Regions from separate parts of the Mus musculus genome. Here region 2 is linked to region 1. Evidence: chromatin contacts called from public promoter capture Hi-C data. All regions are on one chromosome and are shown on one strand. Each heading gives the region's core, a stretch centred on a gene start, on an enhancer-like site or on the middle of the called end of the contact. The rest is flanking DNA. Distances are from core to core; before and after follow the strand shown.

Evidence for each region. Promoter capture Hi-C pulls out the DNA fragments that hold promoters and counts their contacts.
Region 2: a promoter capture Hi-C map of pre-B cells shows a contact between it and region 1. The contact joins the promoter of Gpr137c here to the promoter of Tspan14 in region 1. A contact is called at or near these places in 2 of 39 promoter capture datasets (cranial neural crest and pre-B cells) and 3 of 484 Hi-C or Micro-C datasets (CD4 T cells, CD8 T cells and regulatory T cells).

The regions. Positions count from the first base shown.
Region 1 is chr14:40,963,535-40,969,837 of GRCm38.p6, forward strand. It overlaps Tspan14 (tetraspanin 14), which reads right to left and starts at 3,362. Exons shown (of 9, transcript NM_145928.2): 1 at 3,242-3,362.
Region 2 is chr14:45,215,791-45,222,093 of GRCm38.p6, forward strand. Gpr137c (G protein-coupled receptor 137C) reads left to right here and starts at 3,927. Exons shown (of 7, transcript NM_027518.2): 1 at 3,927-4,628. The coding sequence starts at 4,203. It overlaps Txndc16 (thioredoxin domain containing 16), which reads right to left and starts at 3,635. Exons shown (of 21, transcript NM_001310534.1): 1 at 3,427-3,635; 2 at 3,206-3,259.

The DNA of each region.
Region 1 (6,303 bases), core at 2,112-4,611:
AGTCCTGCAGGCTTGGTCTCAGTAACCAGAGGAATTACTAAGAGCACAGCAACTAGGGGCACCTCTACCTGCTCAGCTTCTAGGGAAACTAAGTCCACCTCCAGACAAGGATGGGAAGTCCAACATGCCCAAAGTCCACTGGCCAGGAGACAAGGTGGCCACACCTGCTTTCCTTCTCCCCTGGGAATCACTCCTCTTTAAAGGCACTAACACCCCGGCAGCAGGAAACAGGGATTGTCACCTCCATTCACAGGCTCTAGGCTGGGACTTCCTGCTTTTGAATAAAGGAATGAACTAGCCAATGAGCAAAAGGATGCCCTTAAAGACCACTACCTCTCCCTAAGGCTCATTCTTGGTGACCAAACTTCTATCTTTCAAGAGTGGCAACTACATCTTCCAACAGGGCTTCTTGGACCAATTCACAACAATGTTCTTGGAGGCACAGGACCCAGAGCTTGAGAAGAAGCAACAGGCAAGTGATGGGCATTCATGCTGTTCAGACTCTTTTTTTTTTTTAAATTCCTACCCCTACCCCGCAGTTGAGTGTGACTGCAGCCATGTGACTTGGTGCAACCAATGAAATGCAACGTAGAGGTAGATAGATGCATTAAAAGCAAGACTCATCAGGATATTTCTACTGGGCTAGAAATATGAATTGGCCCTACAATAATGGTAACACAAAGCAGATTGTGATGTCTATGTGGAGACAGCAAAAACAATCAAAACAAAAGAACAATAACAAAAAAGACTCATTGCTTTAAGCCTCTAAAATCTGAAGTTTGATCTTAACCGCATCAAACCCTGATCTCTACAGAAAGCTCTCTAGTCCCATCCCCATCACCACCCCCACCCATGCCATCCTCTGGCCTTGTGGGGCAGAGACCAGAGCATCAGTCAAATTAGCAGGGACTCAGGGTTGGCATGTAGCTATCACGCTAGATGGGTAAGACGCTTTGGAAACAGGGCCATAAGGAAACCTGTACTGAAGAACTCAGTAGTTCTGCCAGGCTTGCTTAAGCACTATGCTTAAGCACCTCCAAGAAGAAGGTACTGTCTAAATGAGAGACTTCCAGGAAACCACTCGGACCTTTCTGGGCCATAGTTTTCTCATTTGTAAAATCAGGTAGCTAATGTCTACCACATTTGGGTTGTTTCAGTTGTTTCAAGGATTAAACAATTAAAAGTAAGGCTGGGATAGTAGCTTGATATGTTTCCATAAATACTAAGAAGCCTTGAAAAACCCACCATTATGCCATGTAATTTATGAACAAACAAACATGTACATGTATGTTTGCTCATAAATTCACTGGGTTTTAAGCCAGCAAGGGGCTTTCAAGACTGGCATACTGGCATTTCTAGGCACTGTAAAAATTAACTGTGTTTAACTCTTTAGTTAAAGTTAAACAAGGTCTAACCCCTAGGCACATGGTGGCCTAGGATAAGGCCCTCAGAAGTGGTTTGAGAAGCCAAGGTTTCCCTGCACCCTGGCCTCTTTGTAACTTCACCTCATTTCTATAACCTGCAGGGCAAGCTCCTCCCCCACCCACACAAGGCATGAGTTTCATCTTCCATTGCAAACATGTGACAAGAAGCCCTCACCTGTCCTGAGAAATGAGCTGGCACAGCTGTCCTAAGAGACATCTTAGGAGAATCTGCCCATGGCAGCCAACCCTTCCCTCTCAGCAGCTTTTTTTGGGGACAGCCACAAACCTCTGGAGGAGCAGTGGCTAAGAATGTTTGACTAAATGAAGCAACTAAGCCTAGATCAAGTGCATATCAATAACTACCACTGAGCACCTACTGTAGGCCCAGCACACAAGGCTTGCAGATGTGAGCCCAGAAAGTATGGGCTGTAGCCCAGAGCACCCCAGTCTCTGAAACACATTAGGTGATCCAAGAAGGAGACCCAGAAATGCAGAAAGGGATGCTATCAAGCCAGTCATCAACTAAAGGTGTATAACAAACACACAGTAAGGGTAAAATACATCTAGTGACATAGGTTTCCACCTCAAGAGACTGAGAAGAATCATGAATTCAAGGCAACCCTGGGTTACACAAGACCCTGACACCAAAAAAAAAAAAAAAAAAAAAAAAAAAAAAAGACTTGGGGACAGCTAAGGGAGGAGCCAGAGAGCAGAAGTCTGGGCTTCATTCTAAGGGTTTTAGGGCCCAGGAGGAGTTTTGAGAGAAAGGGTGTCTCCAGCAACCTCTGAGCTGTTAGAATGTGGGGCCCCAGATTTCCTTTCATAAATAAGGAAGCACTCAGCAGGCACCAACTTCTACTCAGAAGCCAAGGGGCTGTGTGGAAACTGTCCCTTGACAGCCACAACTGTGTAGGATTTGGCAGGCAACTGACCTAAATCCACCAGTCCGTTGGGGTGACCACCTAGAGAGCTGAGATCACACCTGCTACAGGCTCCAGCCCAGCGTCCTGCACACGCTGCCCAACACATCTCGATGTCCCAGAACACCAGTGTCCTGATACAGTCACCGTGGCTCTGCAACCAGCTCCGGGCAGGCACTGGCTGAAGACACTGAGTTCTGAGGATTCTGACTGCCTCTCACTGGAGACCAAGTTTCAGTCCTCCAGACAGGAGTTTCAGTGGTTCAGGGGCCGAAGTCCCCAAATGTGCACTCTGCCCACCCTCTGCACTGCACGCCCGGGAGGGAAGGGAATACAGGAGCTCCAACCTAGGCTGAGCCAGAATCACAACTTGGCCAAACCTCGGGCTAGGTCAGGGGTCGGGCTCTGCTCCCAAACACAGCCTTTAGCGACTAGCACCGAGAAGCCAGGATCGCCACCTCCTTAAACTCTTGCCGGACAGCGTGGGACCCCGCGACAGCGTGCACATTCAGGGTGGGTGGGGGCTGGGCGACCGTCCCCTCATCCGGGACCGGAGCTGAATAAAGAGCCTTCCGCTGGGTTCGCAGGTGAGGACCGACAGAGCCCAGGCAGCAGCCGGGAGCAGACACACCTTCCGGGTAGCCCGCCGCGCCTCCCACTCGATACAGCGCCCCAGTTCGGCTCAGCGGGGTCCCGGCCGCGGCCTCCAGAGCTCGCGGGCGGTCTCAGCAGACAAAGCCCGCGCCACCCGCGGGGCCGCCCCCGCCAGCCAAGGGAGTCCAGGGGCCGAGCAGGAACGCGGGGAGCAGCCGCTGTCCCGAGAGGACGCTCACGAGGGCCGGCCCGAGACAATAAAGACAGGCCCGACGCTTCAGCGAGGCCACGCGTTCTACTTACCCGGGCGCGGCAGCAGCGGCGGCAGCACGGCCCGGTTGGCCGAGGAAGTTAGAGCAAGTTCAGCAGCTCCGAGCGGGAGGGCGCGACTCGGGCCGTCCGAGCGGCGGGGGCGGGGCGCGGAGGGGCGGGGCCGCGGCGAAAAAAGAGGCGCCGCTTCCTCGCACCGCTCAGCCGCCCAGTGCGTCTGGCGCACCCAAGCCCCGCCCCCGCTCTTTGCTCCTCCCCATGCAGGAACCGCCCCATCTTTCGCTCCTCCCCCCCACCCAGGCCTGGCTCTCACCGCTCGCTCCGCCCCACTGTGCTATCAGCCCACATCCCACCGCTGATTGCCCCTCCCACATTGATCACCACGCCTTCTCTACGCCCCGCCTGTGTTCCGCCCCCGGGTCGCCGTGCTCCACCCCCTACCGTGCACCCCGCCCTACAAATGGTCATCCATAGGTAATGAGGCGGATCGCTGACCCGCCCCTTTGTCCGGCTCTGGGCGGTGCCCCAAACGGGATTTACCCGGTTCCGCCCTCTCTGTGGCTCCCGGACGCTGGCGAAGTCGATCGCTTGTGGCCGCAGAGTTGAGCGCTCGGCCAAGTTACGCCGCGCAAATGCTCCTCTGGTATTAGCTCTTAACCCGGCGGGAGCCGAGCCAGGGAGAAATGCGAGTTACAAGATGCCTGTGTCAAGGGATGCTCGAGGTGGCTGAGAGGTGGAAGAAGATTGGTGAAATGGCTGGTTTTAAGATGGAAGGCATTCCTGCCCAGCCTTGGGAGCCAGTGTGTGCGGGTAGTTTTCTAGAAACGGTGGTTGAGATTTCTTTACAGCTGAGCCGTAAACACTCGCTCCTTCCAGTCTCGGTGCTAAAAATACCAAGCTTCCTTTGGATGTCCTGCTGAGATTTGCTCATCACCTTTATGCTGAGGAGATGGCTGGGCTGATTCTTGGAAGTGGAAGGTCACAGGACAGGCAGATAGATTTACAGTGCTGTCCACACTGCTGTGATAAAAAGGCCGATCTCGTCCCAGCCTAGATCTGCTTGTCAATAGAGCAAAGCATAACCTTGTCCTGCTTGGTAAACTCGTGTAGATTTGCGGGAGCTGAGGGACAGATCTGCTCCTCTTGGGCTATACAAAAGTGGCATAAGACTGGGGCTATGTTTTTAACACACGCAGCCAACAGGTTAAGTTCATTGTAAAGAGAAAAAGAAAATCTGGAAATAGAATGTACCTTTCTGCTGCTAGTTGTGGTTATTTAACAATGGGGATGTAGCCTGTTTCTAGAATATGCCAGATAGCTCAAGGACCTCTCTGGCAAGGAAACCTGTCCATATTGTCACCTCTAACTAACCAAAATGCATGATTGGGTGTCTGATGTGTGGGCACCAGGTCTTGAATTATCCTGGGGAGTGCAGCAGCCTGAAACCTCTCCCTCCACATAGTTACTGTTTAGTAGAAAAGACAAATCATTTCAAGATGAAATCAATGCTGAGACAAGACAAAAGCCCAGGGATAAAGTGAGCATGTGGAAGGGAAAGGTGAGAGAGAGATTGATGTTGAAACTGAAAGCAAAGGAGTGAAGAGTTAGAAGAGGGGGTGGGGGGTAGGGGTGGCAGTTGGTCCAGAAAGTACAAGTGGAGAGCAGAGGTGCCAAGGCTTTGATAAGAGCCACGCTCTGATGCGTCAAGGAGCTCAAAGAAAACTAGATGGCTATTGTCAGGCTACTGGGGATGGAGTGAAGATCAAGACCAGGACAGAACAGGCCTACACACTGTGTCAAAGGACTGAGTATCTTTTGTTGTTGTTTTTTGTTTTTGTTTTGTTGTTGTTGTTTAGTTAAGCCTTTGAAGGGTTTATGGAAAAGACCAGCATTCTAATTTGCTGCTGTGAGAAGAGTAGATGTAGTAGTTGTCAGACAAAAATTAAAAGCAGTGAGCCAATTAAACTTTTACCTTAATCCAAGCCAAGTATGGAGGAAGTTTGAAACTGAAATGGCGGGTGTATTAAGATGAATACCTGAGAGATAATGTTTTGGATCTAAGACCAAAAAGACCAGATACAGGAGGAGGAAATGTTTAAAAAAAAAAAGAGGAATAGCTTTTAAGTGTCTTTCTGTGAGTGGGCAAACAGTGCCTCATTTATTGGGTGGGCTGGCCTGGAGGAAATCCATTTTCAGGATAACCACCAACAATTTTGTTTTGGCCGTATTGACTTAGCAGTGCCTGATAGACACCCAGGGTTGTTGTCCAGTCACTAAAAGCAGAGAAGAAGGGTGTGGGCTGAAGATGCGTTTTGGGAGCTCATGGGGTCTAAGAAGGTCATCTAAAGGGAGGAAAGGAAACTGCAGAAGAGAAGGTCCCATGGGGACCCAGGGAATGAGAGGGAATAGAAGGCAAGAAAAAACCACTGAGAGACAGGCTGGGAGGCAAGAGAACAGAGGATGCTAGATGCCTATGCCCAAGATGTAAAAGGCTGTTTCCAGAAAGGACTTAGCTGTTAGCTGCTGCTCGGGGCTCAGGTAAGATGAGGACAGATAAGTGCTTTTAGCAGCACGGAGCCATTGGTAAACGTGCTAAGGGCTCTGCTCTGGGTATAGTGGGATGGAAGCTACTGCACATTAATAACCCAATAGGGAACAGAGAACCATAAGTGGTGGAGATGACTAGGCATCCCTAATAGCCATATCTCATTTTGCCTTTCCTAGCATAATTTCCAATTCTATCTGGCTACATACATGGCTTTCCAAAATAAAGGCAAATGTTTCTGCTACATATGACCATGTGACTCAGTTCCAGCCAATAGGAATGGAAGGGTCCACGTGCAGCTTCTAAACTAACTTTAAAGGGAAGCAATGTGCTTTCCTTGGTCAGCATTCCTTCCAGGAATATACTTATAAAAGCTATGGCTCCAGTAGCCATGGGTGTCTGTAGCAGAAGTCACGTGGTAACGATGTTGACAAACCAAATTAGGATAACTGGGTTCCCAGGTCTAGAGAATCACCTATCCTGAGCTATCTTTCTATTTACTGTGTAGATGAAAGGAAGAAAATTATCTTATTCACATTTATCTACTTTC
Region 2 (6,303 bases), core at 2,677-5,176, 4.3 Mb after region 1:
TTGGACATTAGAGTTGGCACACTATTCCTCTTCCCAGTGTGCTCTGCAGCTCCAAAGGTTTGACTTTAGCGATCTTCTGTGACTGGACAGGGGAGACTACACCTGTGAAAGTGTGGTTACCAGTCAGGGGCCGGGGCAGGAACGCATCAGTAATCCCACAATCGTTCCACCTTTGATAATATTAGACTATTTAAAAAAATACTTAGAAGCACAGAGAATGTGGAGTCTGCCAGAACTAAAACTATAATAACCAAAGCTGAATGGATGAGGAGACACAAAGGGAGAAAGTGAAAGGTGAGGCGCTGACAGAGGCTAAATATATTTCACAACATCAAGAGCCAAAGTTAATTGAAATCAGTTAAGTCTATGCCAAAACACATGAATACAAATTGAGAGCAGTTATCTCCGAAGAAAAAAACTGAGGCAAGAATAAGTATCAAGGCAACTTGTGAAGCCCACAAAGACATTCCTTTTTCCCTTTCTTCAGCTTTTTCAGACATGGTCTCACTGTGTAGGCTAGCTTGGCTTCATGGTGATTCTCTTGCCTCAGACTCCAGAATGCTGAGAATACAGGGACGAGCTGTAATCATACCTGGCTAGCATCCCTTCTTTACAGAAATCATCTCATTTTTATTTGAAAGGCTATTATTTATATTCTTTGTTCCTCGCCGTTTACAATCTTTCACCTTTTATTTGCATGTAAGTAAGTCTGCCACATCTTCCACTACTATTCAAATCTACCCCATCCGGCTACAAAAGAATGGACAAACCCATACACGGAAAATAAGATGTACTGCTCAGAGGCTTGCCTTCCTACTACAAGGCTCTTTAAACTAAAGGACAGAGAATGTGGGTGGGAGAGAATATCAGCGTGCACAGAGTAAAGACAGAGATAACAGAAAATACTGACAGAAAATGACTTTTCCCTCCAGTAAGGAGAAAGGGTACAAAAGCAGCGCTCCGTGCTTCAAAATTCTACACACCTACACAAATTGATGAGAACCATGGGAGAAATGTGGCCTGCCTCCCTGGGTGTGGCTGCTCCTTGGTTCAGTACTCTTCATAGGTGTAAGGCAGGTTTCACTGAGCTTCCTCATTCCACCCCTGCTCACGCTGTGTATGATACCTCGTGACTTCAATGTGGGGCAAGCGAGCGAGGGGGTGCGGGTGGGGTGGGGGTCGGTCAACAGTTTCAACAGCCAGCATGTGGCAGGCACTTTATTTCCAGAAATGTTTAATTAAATTGGTAGGTACTGTGACTGTAGGAATACAGCACAAAGAACCCTTAGCTAATACGTAATGAGCTCAAGGGAGACTTGGAAAATGCTAAGTCATCAAGATTTGAGGACCTACTTCTGAAGCTTAAACCAGTGTATGTCCACTGGTACACAAGATAGGAAAGAGCAGCTGCCTTAACAAGAACTCTAAAGTGGGGCTGGAGAGATGGCTCAGCAGTTAAGAGCACTGACTGCTCCTCCAAAGGTCCTGAGTTCAATTCCCAGCAACCACATGGTGGCTCACAACCATCTGTAATGGGGATTCAATGCTCTCTTCTAGTGTGTCTGAAGACAGCAGCAGTGTACTCACATACAAGAAATAAATAAATAAATCTTTTTAAAAAAAGAAAAATGTTTTAACAAAAACTCTGAAGTACTAGCTAGGAGGTCAAACAGACCTCAAAACTGGTCTGAGCACCACAAGAAAAGGGTTATCTGACATTGATAATCAATAAATGAGCCACCTCAAGTTGGCAAAACTGTTGCTACAGCAATTTGGAGATGAGACATACCTAATGAGTCTACAATGAGTGTGTACCAAAGTTCTTACCGTTAACAAGCTTATTTTAAGCACTAAGAGGCTTGCAAACAGATTCGTATTGTATAGTAGCTGCTGTTGGTTGTATTTAACAAGGTATGCAAACACAGATTCCAGGAAGCACCAGCAAAGACAGGCAATATGCAAACATAAAATGTAACTTACACCCAAACTATTCCTTGTTCCAAGTAGCATGCTGACCAAACCACCTCAGCCTTGAAACAAAAGCCCATATACTCCAAAACCAGTTTGAGATCCTGCCAAGATAATGATAAAACTGGCAGGACCTGTCACAGGACAAGGTCAAGGACCATGGAGAACCATGCTCTAGGGCACGCAGAACGAGACCTGCTGGCTGCTGATCTGTACTGCTGTGTACTCAAGTTCTCTGAAGGATCCGCATCTGTATAAAGACCTTGCAGCGAGCTTAGCCTGTGCTGAGTAAAACATCATGGAAGACAGAACATTATAAACAAGAACCAAAAATCAATCCTGCACTTCCCCTTTCCCTTTCAGTCAAAGCTGACCATCCACATGTGTATCTGGCTAAACATCTGTAACATAGCCTCCACCATACAGCTAATGAGAAAAAGACAACATCTAAATGCTGGAGAGTCTCCTGCCTCATTATAGTCTTCCTGATGAGCCTACCACTGAATAAACACAGACTTAGGGCTTTCTTTTCATTTTATCATTATTGTACATGTGTGTGCATGATTACACTTGTGGATGGTAATACTGTCTGGTGTCTGGCAAACTACTGGACCAGAATAAGTACAGAACAGATCTTAAGCCCCTTTGTAACATGTACTTGGTGGTGGAGGACTGAGAAACAGCCATCTTCTTAAGCAGACCTTAAGGAGGGAGTATTTAGGAAAGGCTGGATATTGGATGCTCCAGTAAATATGCTGTCTACAGAAGCACTGAATCTGCAATGAGAGGCTCACTCTGAGAACACAGGATCCTTCCTCATCTTGCATTACTTTGACTGATTTGCTACCAAATACCAAATACAAAAAAAACACAAAAAACAAAAAACAAAAAAAAAAACCTTCATGTAGTGGCCAACATACAACCGTTCCTCACTTATTTAAAGCAGAAATATACCTCTTATTTTGTATCTCTCAGTCTCTGATGAGAATAGCACCACTTGTTCCAACACACAAGCAGAATCTCACACAAACTCTTCCATTCTGGACAATCACCACATTGTTACTGCTCCGCGCTCCCCCCACCCCTCCCCTGCCCACCCCTGCGCCCAAGAGAGCTTTCTAAATTGCAAGTTTCGAAGAATCACCTTCCCCTTGGAGAAGGCCTCAACGTTCATCTGTTCCCAGGACCACCATCCTTCAGGACCTCTTCCCAAGAGAAGAAAGGGTTGATTACTTACAGTTTCCGCTCGCGCTTTGCTTCATTCGCTTTCCTCGCCCCGTGTTTCCTCCAGCTCAGAAAAAGAAAAGGGGGGGAAATGAAATCAAAACCAGCGTCGTTTGGTGCCCCCAGAAACAGGTGAACTGAATCAGCAAGCAACCTGGCTGGAGGGACGTTTGCCGAGTGCTGATGTGCATGCAATCCTGCAGGCAAAGTCTTGAGGCCCGCGCTGCTACCCACCTGCCTGAGATTCTCGTGCAGAGATGAAAGGTCTCTGAGGACAGCACGTCCCGCCATCAGAGTAGAGATGGTGACAGAAGGCGGGGCAGGGGCTGGTCCCTACGGCGGCTCCCAAAGCAACTACGCCTACCTGAGAAGCTCACCGCCCACGGCCGGCACTGCCTCCGCAAAATCAGTCTCTTGGGCGAAAAAACAACCCCCGAGGCTCCGCCTGCTCCTCGTGCTCCTTACGTAAGAGATCCTCCAACCAATGGACGGTCAGGGGGCGGAGCGAGAACAGCCCCAGGTGACAGAATCTGGAGTCCTCCCGCCGGCGCGAGGAAGTCTTGCAGTTGCTGGGCCAATCAGCAGCGTGGGTGGGAAGAGGGGCGGGGGTAAAAGAGGAGAAAGCAGAAGGCCAATCAGATCAAAGGCTTCTGGAGTGACAGGCTCTGAGGCCTGTGGTATTCCGAGTGAGGCGCCCGGAGGGCGCGCCCGCCCGGGCCAATCGCCGGCAGCTCACAGTGCGGAGCGAGCGCCTCAAAAGCTCGGGTTTCTCAGCTGATTGTCTCCAGCCGAGAGTTGTTTGCTGCTGCTGCGGAGCCGAGCCGCGGCCCGAGGAACCGAGCCCCCCGGGGGGAAGGGGAGGCGGGCCCGAGGGCAGCCGCGGCCATCGCGCGGGGCTGCGACTCCTGTCACGGCGCTGCCCGGGGCCGCAGGCTGGGGCGGGCGGGAGGTCCGGGGGGCGCTCGGGCCGCTTCCTTCCCGCGCTCCCTCCCCGCTGCTCGCGTCCCCTCATGAGGGTATCAGTGTCCGGGCCGGCGGCCGCCGCGGTCCCCACGGCCGGCCGCGAACCCTCGACGTCCGGCGGGGGCGCCGTCGCGGCCTCGGGCGCCGCGGTTCCCGGTTCGGTGCAGCTGGCGCTGAGCGTGCTGCACGCGCTGCTCTACGCCGCGCTCTTCGCCTTTGCCTACCTGCAGCTGTGGCGGCTGCTCCTGTACCGCGAGCGGCGGCTCAGTTACCAGAGCCTCTGCCTCTTCCTGTGTCTCGCGTGGGCAGCGCTCAGGACCACGCTCTTCTCGGCCGCCTTCTCCCTCAGCGGCTCTCTGCCCCTGCTGCGGCCACCCTCTCGCCTGCACTTCTTCCCGCACTGGCTGCTCTACTGCTTCCCCTCCTGCCTACAGTTCTCCACGCTCTGTCTCCTCAACCTCTACCTGGCAGAGGTAAGGCGGGAGGACCGGCGAGCGGGGGAGCGGGGCCGCCGGGATCCACTCCTGCCGAGACGGAAGGGGTCGGGGCTGGGGGAGGTGGCCGGAGGGCAGTCTGGGGACACTGAGACACTCCTGTCTTTCCCTCTCCCTCAACTTAAGCCGCTGATGGACTCGGTGCCTGAGGGGGTTGGAGAAGTGTGAGAGAGAGAGTATGCGTGCCCCGACAACTTAAGGCAGTGGGACACCCTTTGTTCAATGTCCCAGACCTCCACGTAAGGCGTTGGTGGCGACCACAGAGAAGCATCGTAAGAAGTAGCAGCTCCGGTAGCTCTGTCGAGGCTGGACCGGGTTGAGGGAGGTTGGATGCTGAAGTAGAGGCAGCTCTGCTGAAGCTGGACCGCTGCCAGCCATTACGTCACCAGGCAGAGCTGTTCCTCCGCTATTGTTGCTGCGTTTCTTTTATTAGAAGCTTATATCCCCCCCCCCCCCCGCATCTCCTTAACTGTGGCTCGATACACCTTGCACAAATTCTGATCGATCGCTTCCCCGACGGGGTGAACGATCAATAACCAATGCTGCGGGACAGTCGAAGGACCTCCATAAAGCCCTTAGTGTTTGTCCCAGTTGCTGCTTGCTTTGGCGATTTAGGCGGTCTCTTACAGCACAGCCCTTTGGGGGAGAGCTAATTAGGAGAGAAGATACAAGCTTAACCTGTGCCTGTTGCAGAAACAAACCACGGAACTATGTTTTTTGGTGTTTTTGATTTTGTTTTTCCAACAACTTGCTTAATAGCTGGAGTCTAATCACACCCCCTTTCTCTTTTACGGGGAATTGCTGGTTGGATTGCATTGTTCTGCAGCACATTTGACCCATTTCAGACAGGTTGGGGGTATAAGGTTGTCAATCATGTCTATCTGGTATTTATGCCTTATTATTTTCAGGTTCCACCCCCCCCCCCCCAGTCTTCTTTTCCCTCAAAATACGAGCTTAGGAGAGGAGAAAAAAAGGTGACATCATACACTTAATACTGACTAATATAGAACGGTATTGGTCTATGCAGCTAATCCTCTCAAAGGCTTTTGGAGGTGATGAGAATTAACACAGTTCCAAGGAAAAGTAACCCAAAAAAGGCACTTTTGAATCAGATTGTGTTTATATTTCCTACATAAACCAACTCTTTTTTTCCCCTTAATAAACAGGAAAATAGAAAGCGTTTTTAAAATCACAATTGTAATTTCAGCTATATACAATTGTTATATATACAAGCTATATCCAATAAAAAACAATTATTGAGTAACAAAACCAAACTTTATTTTTATTCTCTAGCAACATAATACCATAAAAAACCTCATAATACCACAAAAATAATGCCACACTCTTAAGCAAAAGTGAAAAGCATATGCAATTGTAAATCAAATAAACATGCTACAATGGTATCATATTTGGGGATCATCCAGTTGCTTAAGGTTTTATAACACATATTTATAGGTAAACTGATACTGAGTTCTTCTTGACACTTCTGATAGTACATTAGTAATTTCTCATTATTGAAGACTTACTTTAGCCTCAGATACAGTTAATCTACCTGAAAATGATTAAAAGTCAATTTGCTAGGAGCATCAGATACCACGGGTGTTGTCACCCCCCCCATATGTCTTAAAAAATTATATATGCAATTCATTGGACC